Linked DNA regions of Capra hircus: region 1 is linked to region 2. The links are chromatin contacts, called in public Hi-C maps. All regions are on one chromosome and are shown on one strand. The core of a region is the stretch at or near the end of the contact, and the rest is flanking DNA. Distances in the headings are between cores, read along the strand shown.

Region 1 (4,464 bases), core at 1,792-4,291, 100 kb after region 2:
TTTAGTGAGACAAATGTGACTACAAGTTTTAATACCACAAATATTCATAAATAGAAAAAGGATTAGAATGCAATTCTAGTATGAATTTTAAGAAGGAAAACATAATAGATATAAGAACTTTCCTACAAAGCAGATTTTTAATCTTTTCCACCCTTTAAAGTGTCCAAGAAGAAGACTAACTGATTATCTTCGGAAGAAACTTGCACTGGAGTTCTTTTAGACTGAATCAAATTCTAGGAAATGTAGATAACGAAACTTGAATGCCAGGTCAAGATGGTGGGCTTTATTTAGCCTGTGGTCCAGTGGTTCTCAATTGGACTGGGGATGATTTAGCCCCCCATTTATCCATTTCTGGGGGGCAATCTGGCCATCACACTGGGGTCTGTGTGTTAGTCGCTCAGTTGTGTCCAACTATTTGCAACTCCATGGACTATACTCTGCCAGGCTCCTCTGTCCATGGTATTCTCCAGGCAAGAATACTGGAGTGGGTAGCTATTCCCTTTTCCCAGAGATCTTCCCTACCCAGAAATCGAACCCTGGTCTCTTGCATTGCAAACAGATTCTTTACATGTGAGCAACCAGGGAAGCCCATAGTGGGGGGAGGGGGGATACTACTGTCATCTAGAAGCATTTGGGCATTTCATGATACTACTGCTGCTGCTGCTGCTGCTAATGCGCTTCAGTCATGTCCGACTCTGTGCGACCCCATAGATGGCAGTCCGTTAGGCTCCCCTGTCCCTGGGATTCTCCAGGCAAGAACACTGGAGTGGGTTGCCATTTCCTTCTCCAATGCATGAAAGTGAAAAGTCAAAGTGAAGTCGCTCAGCCGTGTCACACTCTGTGCGACCCCATGGACTGCAGCCTACCAGGCTTCTCCACTCATGGGATTTTCCAGGCAAGAGTACTGGAGTGGGTTGCGACTGCCTTCTCCATCATGATATTACTAAATATGCAAAAATGCATAGGACACTCCCCCAAAACAAATAATTATCTGACTGAAAATGTGAATAGTGTAGAAGTGGGAAAACCCTGAGGTAATCTATTTGGGGGTGGAAACGTGGGGGTTGGTAAGTGACTTGTAAAGCAAGGAGAGAACTTGCTTTACAAAAGCGTTATTTTAGGGAAATATATCTAGCATTGATGTGTACGTAGTAGACGAATAAGGAAGGGAGTGTAATCTCCAAATGTTCAGTTTTGTTCTAACCTCACATTCTTACAACATAAGTTGTCTGAAGGAAGCAAACTTTAATACTAAACTAATTTCATACCTCCTATAGCCACCAATGGAGAAGGCAATGGCAACCCACTCCAGTACTCTTGCCTGGAGAATCCCATGGACGCAGGAGCCTGGTAGGCTACAGTCCATGGGGTCGCTGAGAGTCGGACACGACTGAGCGACTTCACTTTCACGCATTGGAGAAGGAAACGGCAACCCACTCCAGTACTCTTGCCTGGAGAATCCCAGGACTGCAGCCTACCAGGCTTCTCCGCTCATGGGATTCCGTCTGTTGGCTGCCGTCTATGGGGTCGCAGAGAGTCCGTCACAACTGACACGACTTACCAGCAGCAGCAGCAGCAGCAGGAGCAGAGCCACCAATATCCTTTCTTTTCCCTCTGTTGGGTGGAATTATTCAAATAACAAGTGGCAGAATTTGGGTTCACTTTAAAGCTTTTTGTTGTGGTTAACGAGAAAGTGGCAAACCAATCCCAAAGAACCCCAGAATACAGCTCAGCAGATATGCTGCTTCGCAACTCCAAAATGCAGGTTCAGGGTGTAGTCTAACTCCCCATCCTGGGAGGCCTTACTTAATTCATTAGTGTTCACTCAGGGCCTCAGTTCATTAAAGGCGGTGAACTCTGGGATGCCATCCTTTGCATTTTTCACATTCCCTCACCCTGGACTTCCCTGATGCCTATCCTCTAAACCCAGTGCCACTCAGCCACCCTTTCACCTCCAGTTCAAAGCCATTTCAAGACCTCCAAGAGCCCCAAACACATACTTTTGGACGCCCAGCCCCAATTACATAAAATACACGAGCCCATATCCTATTAATACAGTAAATACAACCCTTAAGTATACAGGTTACGTTTCAGTTGATAGGTTACATCTTGATACATTTATTAATTTCGATTCAGAATTGATTTCCCCTTTTGGGGGGTCAAAACATTTCTGCCTTCCAAAAAGTTCGTGGGCTGCCACTACTGTCTCCAGGACTCAGAAAACAGACCTGCGTCAGGCTTCCACCATCCGGGTCCCCTCAGCACCCGCCCGCCGTCCTCCGCCTCCTCTCCGCGCGTCTCCTCACAATAACCCGACACGCTCGGTTGCTCCCTCCCCCACCAGCATCCCCCTCCTACGACCTCGTCCAGCCAGGATCCCACCTCCCCCAGGGCTGGCCGCACCGCCCCGCTCGCCTCAGTTTCCGGTTAGCTCCAAGCTCGCAGAACGCGGGGAGTCAGGATCTCCCTACAGCCCCGCCTTCAGCCCCGCCCCCTCTGCCCCCTCTCCCCTCTCCGCAGGCCTCCAAGGAGTTCGAGGGCGAGCAAGTCCTATTCCCGGCTCTTCGCCCCACCCCGCCCACAGGCTCCGCCCGCCCCCGCCCCACCCTGGGCTGCGTGCCGGCCCCCAGCCCCGCCCCAGCCCCGCCCCCTCTCGCCTAGCCGTCGAAATTTGGTCGCGTACAGCTGTACTCCCGCCTCCTACGCCCCACCTCCCCTGCAGGCCCCGCCCCAGGCCCCGCCCCCATCGTCTTCACCGCGCGGGGTGCGCTCCGTAGCCCCGCCCAAGGGCCTTCACTAGGCAAGGGCCTTTTCCGAGGCATGGGCCTTTCCCGAGGCAAGGGTCGGAGCACGCGTAACCTTCCCTCCCCGAGCAAAGCTAGATCCCTGGGGCCTGTGAGACCCACGGGACCCGCCGTCGCGCAAGCACGCACGCGCACTCCTCGTATCTCCAGCTAGGAGCCTTCGGTCCTCGGGTCGCCGGCCTTGGGCCCGGCCCCGCCTCCAAGCCCGACCCCGCCCCTCATGCCGGGTCTCGCGCAGGCGCACCTCCCTTGCCCAGTCTTCCCGCCCCCCCCCGCCCCCGCCGGCCCCGCGCTCTCACGGCGCCAGGTCGCCCCCAGCCCCCGCCTTACTCCCTCCCACTCAGCGTCCCACCCTCCCTAGCTTTGTGCCGGGGGCGCGGAACCGCTTCCCCGCCTCAGCCGCGCGGCAGGAGGAGGGAGCCGCCACAGAGGAGCTGCCGCTGGCTGCCCCAGAGAGGGGCACAGGTAGGCGGCGGCCGCGGGCTGGGCCGCTCACGGATCCCGGGGCTGCGAGTGGGGGCGGGTGTGTGGTTTGAGGGAGGGGTGGGAGAGGGGAGGGGAGCACCGAGAGGGTCGGGGCTGGGGTGTGGTTGGGTGAATGGTGTGAGGGTGAGGATCTAAGGGTGTCAGAGATGGGTTTAAGGGTGGAGTTGATGCTGGACTAGGGTATGGGTCGTGTGAGAATTGAGGTTCTTTCGGGGCCTGGGTGGGAAGAGGGAGCAGGATTAGCTTGGGTGCACTTGGGGAGGGTCACGCCTGGGAATTTAGAGAGAAATGGAGAATTGTAGTACTGGGGAGGGGGAGAGGGAAGGGGATTTGAGGGGTGCTAGGAGTAAAGGATCTAGGCTTGGAATAAGAGAGAGGGTGGGGTTTGGGGGCAGGGGAGAAAAGTTGGGGCTGTGGACTGTGAAGTTGGACATTGAGTCGTGAAGGAAGGAGATTTTGAAGGTTGAGGGCAGAAGAGGAGGGAAAAGATGGAGAGTTTGGAGTCCCAGGAGAGGGAATCTCAGAGAGTGGGAGGAAGGGAAGGCTACATGATAAAGGACAGAGAAAGAGTGCAGGGGGTTAGGGAGGGTGGGGGTGGAATGGTGCGGTGGAAGAAGGGAGAGCCAGGTGGAGGTGTGATTGGATCTGGGCCACCGGGAGCCACATTCAGAAGGATCATGGAAAGATTGGGAGGGCGTGAGGTTTGAGAGTTGAGGGCAGGGGAGTTGGGAGTGGGTGAAAGGAGAGGATTAGGATTTTTGGTGCAGAGATTGGATTTTGTGTGAGAAGCTCTACAGTTGGCAGGTAGAAAAACTGTCAGATATCAGGATGTAGGAGAGACTGGCCTCTCCTAAGAGGCAAATAAGGAGCTAGGTATGGGAGAGAAGGCAGGTGGGCAAGTGCAAGTTATAAAACAAAAGAAATGAATTGAGAATTGAATAATAGTGGTGATCCAGAACAATAAACCTAAGATTGTTACTTGGTCATTGGTGGTTTGGAACTAGTTTCCGTTCATGTTTTTATGTTTGCTTAAAAATGCTGCCTTTTCAAATAAACTGAGGGTGTCTGCAGCCTTGGGATGCAGGCCATGGGGTGGCAGATGCTTTCCTGGTGTGTGGACATGGGTAATTTCTGCCCTGGGAGAGGAGAGAGGGGAAGCCTCAGTGCAGCTACT
Region 2 (3,913 bases), core at 1,240-3,739:
GCATTCTTCCTTCTCGGCCCTGACTGTCTGCAGACTTCTCTTTAACAAAACTGCTAACAGCACTGGTATAAGTTTGGATTAGGAGTTCTCCACGTTGTTCTAGGTGCTTCATAATTAATGGCTATAGACATAGCTAGCTGAGTCATCATGCCTTAAATAACAAGGCCCCTACTGCTGCTAACAGTTAGATAATGCAAATAACACTACAGTGGAGACTCTTCTACACACTGCTTTTTACTTATTTTGTACATCTTTCTTTGGAGACATTCTGATTGCTATGGGGCCTTGCCTTACAGTTTTCCAGAAGAGTACACAGATTCACAATACTGTGAATATACTTAATGCCACTGAATTGCACGCTTAAAAGTGGTTAAAATGGGACATTTTAGGTTATTTTAACAAAACAAAAGATAAAAAGACTATGTGGATTTATATGGACAGATGATTAGTTTTGAACCCTTATACAGGAAAATGGGCTGCAGGACCTACAGACAGGGGTCCAAGAACTCACAGTTAGCAACTGACAGCATTCCAAATAAGTCAAGCTATTCACCAACCTTTTCGGAATTCGGGCACATAGTGGTATGTCTTCTCTCCCAGATGGATTAAGAAGTTGGAAAGATTCCCACTGATTGCTATGGCAAAGACCAATGTGGCGCATATCCAAAAGGGGCCTGCAAAGCAAACCAGAAAACTCAGACAAGAAAATGATGAACCAGCCTCATGGAAGCAATGGAAAATGAAGTTTAGATGGAATCAGTATTTGTTAAGCGGGAATTTTCTTTTTAAAAAGTCAAATACACAACTCAGTAATTACCTGCCTCAAAGACAGTGGGGATTGAAACGCGCAAAACAAAACACCCTCCCCAATTAGGTGAATGAAGACACTGATTTGTTTATACGGCTCTTGTTGGAAGATCATCCAAAAAAATTCATGGACATTTTGTTAAAACTTCACAGGTTTACCAAACCTGTGGAGGATACCGGAAGCAAAGGTTACTTCCTTTACATAAGTATCAGATGTTAATGCCAGAGAAAAAAATAATTAAAATTATATAGGTCCTTTGCTGTCTAAATAGAAGAGCAGGGCAAGCTTTAGGAAACAGTTCATTTAATCTAACAAATCACCATGCGTGTCTGTATGTGAGTGCATATGTAAGGCTTTCTTTCTTCCTTTTCTTTTTTTTAATGAAAAAGTAATACACACACATAGTGCATTGTTCAAAAGGCACAAAAGGGGATATAGAGAAAATTAACCTTCTTTCCTCTCTGCTCCCTAGCTATTCATTCTCTTCCACAGAACTCACCACCATAACCAGTTTCTGGTGAACCCTGCCAGAGACTTCTATACACACAAAAGCAAATGCATATTTGTGTGTGTGCTTTAAAGAAATGCTAACATGCATATGTATTTTCACTTTATCATGTCCTGGAGATTCTACTATAGCTATTTATAAGTCACTTCAGTTGTGTCCGTCTCTATGCGACCCTATCGACTGTAGCCCACCAAGCTCCTCTGTCCACGGAATTCTCCAGGCAAGAATACTGTTGCGAGTTGTCATGCCCTCCTCCAGGGGATCTTCCCAACCCAGGGATTGAACCCACGTGTCTCATGTCTTCTGCATTGGGAGGCAGATTCTTTACCACTATCACCACCTGGGAAGCCCATAAAATTCAGCTTATTCTTTTTAATGATTATAAAATATTTCACTAAGTGAATGAGTACACCATGCTTTAGAAGCCCCTTTGATCATTTCCCTTGATTTCTTGACCATTCTTGTTTCTCCCCATCTAGAAAAAGGACTATTTGAACAAATACAATTTATAAATCTAGAGATTTTAATAGATTTTAAGAATTTCATTTTTCAATTTCAGTAATATTCTGTAGGGTTCTTTTCTTTTGGATAACCGTAGGCACCTTGACATATCACAAAATTAAGAAAATTACTGCGCTGGGGGAGATGACTGGCAGAAATGGATGAGCACTTTTTGAGGCCAAGTTGGTTCCTGAAGGTGGGAAAGGATTCACAACAAGCACTTGACTGGGAAGCTCCAAAGAGTCACCAACATCAGCTTCCCAAGTAGCACTGCTGACTCACTAGCCTGCGGGCGCTCTGTTACAGCCAAGGATCAGATGCTGTTCACTGCAGTACTCTGCATGCCTAGCACATAAACAGTGTAACAACAACCAAAAAAGAAAAAAAAAAACCACCCTTACAACCAGTAACAGTAATTTAAAAATCCCCCAAAGCTTTACTGAACAAATGAACAAAACTAACCATGTGTTATTGCTGGGCTGAGACCATCGAAGCAGGCGACCGCAAGTGATCAGAATACTAGCGTACTCGTAGACAGGAAGCAGAAGCTACCCTGTCAGCTGTTATTTACTAACTGCCTCCTTTCCTCTGGGCCCTGGTGCTGGGGACACAGCGATGTGTGACAGGCACAGTCACTGCCTCTGCTGCACTCAGGCACACAGGAGGCGTGGCCCCCAGAGACACACACCACCTGCTCCTCCCAAGCCTGCCACCAGGCTCCACACTGCCTTCTCTCTTGCTCATGCCTGCCAAATTCCTACCCCAATTACGGGGTGGGGTGGGAGGAAACGTCAACTTAGCTTGCGCTGTGCATTTTTATATTATCAAACATTTCTAACTGACAGAAAAGCCCAAAGAATGATAAAACAAACACTGGCGCACTCATCGTGCTTACTTTTCAAATCTTTCTAATGCTGCGGTACTACTCACATCCTTCTCCAACATGCTGCATCGACTACTGTTCTGAGATGTGTCCTTGCTGATGCTTATAGACCAAATCCATTTCTAAAACCTACAGAATTCTGGATATGAACACACCATATTTACTCTGGTCATTGCCAAATATTTGCTAATTACAAGCAATGAGGAGGCAATGAAGAATAACGCCCTTCTATATGTCTTCTTATTTATCTAGGAGGAGAACTGCTAAGCTGTAGGGCAGGAGCATCTTCAGACTGCTCCAATTTGTGGTACCAGTTACATACCCACCCACATTTTACACAAGGTCCCATGGCTCCATATCCTTGGCAACATTTGATACCAATGCTTATGAAAAGCTGAGTTATCGCTCCTCTCTGTTTAGACCCTTCAGTGGCATCTCATTCAAGCTAAAGCCCAAGTCTTTACTTGCTTCCAAGACCCTACATGTATCCCTCCACACTGCCCTCTGACCTCATCTACGAGACGCCCTTGTTCGCTCCAGCCCATTCACACTAGTGTCTTCACTGTCCTTTGAGCACATGAGGCAAGTTCCTGCCTCAAGGCCTTCGTACATGCTGAGCTCTCTCTTCCATTTATTTACTTGGCTGTGCTGGGTCATAGTTACGGATGCGGGATCTAATTCACTGCACAGGGATCAAAGTGGGGCCCCTGCATTGGGAGGACAAAGTCTCAGCCACTGGACCATCAGAGAGATCCCAGAACTCTCTTTTTCAAATGCTCTTCTCTGAGATACTTACTTGCATTGCTCCCAATTCCTTCAGGTGTTTACTCAGAATCCACCTTTTACATTTTTTAAAAGATTCAAATCCACCCACCTACATAAACATTTACGGTCTCTCTTCTCTGCTTTTAAACTTTTACCTTAGCATTTATCACTAGCATACTGTGTATTTTACCTATTTTCTTTGTCTATTGTTAAACTTAGATTATAAACTGCCTCTGAGCAGGGACTTTTGTCTGTTTTTATTACTGCTGTACCTCCAGCGCCTAGAATAGTGCGTGCTTCATATTTGTTAACTGAATGAATAAACGAAGACAAGCCAAGTTGTATGATGGCTAAATTGATGCACATAAATGATATCCTGTTTTAGTTTTTATTTCCCTGATTACAGGCATGTGCTAAGTCACCTCAGTGGTGTTTGACTCTTTGCGAC

What was found. Hi-C and Micro-C count contacts between places; a contact is called where the count stands out from the background.
Region 1: a Hi-C map of blood shows a contact between it and region 2, with 1.6 times the contacts expected there. The contact joins the promoter of LRRC42 here to the enhancer-like site in region 2. A contact is called at or near these places in 4 of 5 Hi-C or Micro-C datasets (blood and liver).

Annotation. Positions count from the first base shown.
Region 1 is chr3:28,533,498-28,537,961 of ARS1.2, forward strand. It overlaps LRRC42 (leucine-rich repeat-containing protein 42), which reads left to right and starts at 3,042. Exons shown (of 8, transcript XM_018044430.1): 1 at 3,042-3,269. It overlaps HSPB11 (intraflagellar transport protein 25 homolog), which reads right to left and starts at 2,994. Exons shown (of 7, transcript XM_018044395.1): 1 at 2,934-2,994.
Region 2 is chr3:28,433,617-28,437,529 of ARS1.2, forward strand. It overlaps YIPF1 (protein YIPF1), which reads right to left. Exons shown (of 10, transcript XM_005678389.3): 6 at 558-674. Among named protein-coding and RNA genes, the nearest start is that of YIPF1, 15 kb to the right of the region's middle. Within about 2 kb of position 2,490, at least 1 of the 5 cell types and tissues checked has an H3K27ac peak or open chromatin away from gene starts, as enhancers often do.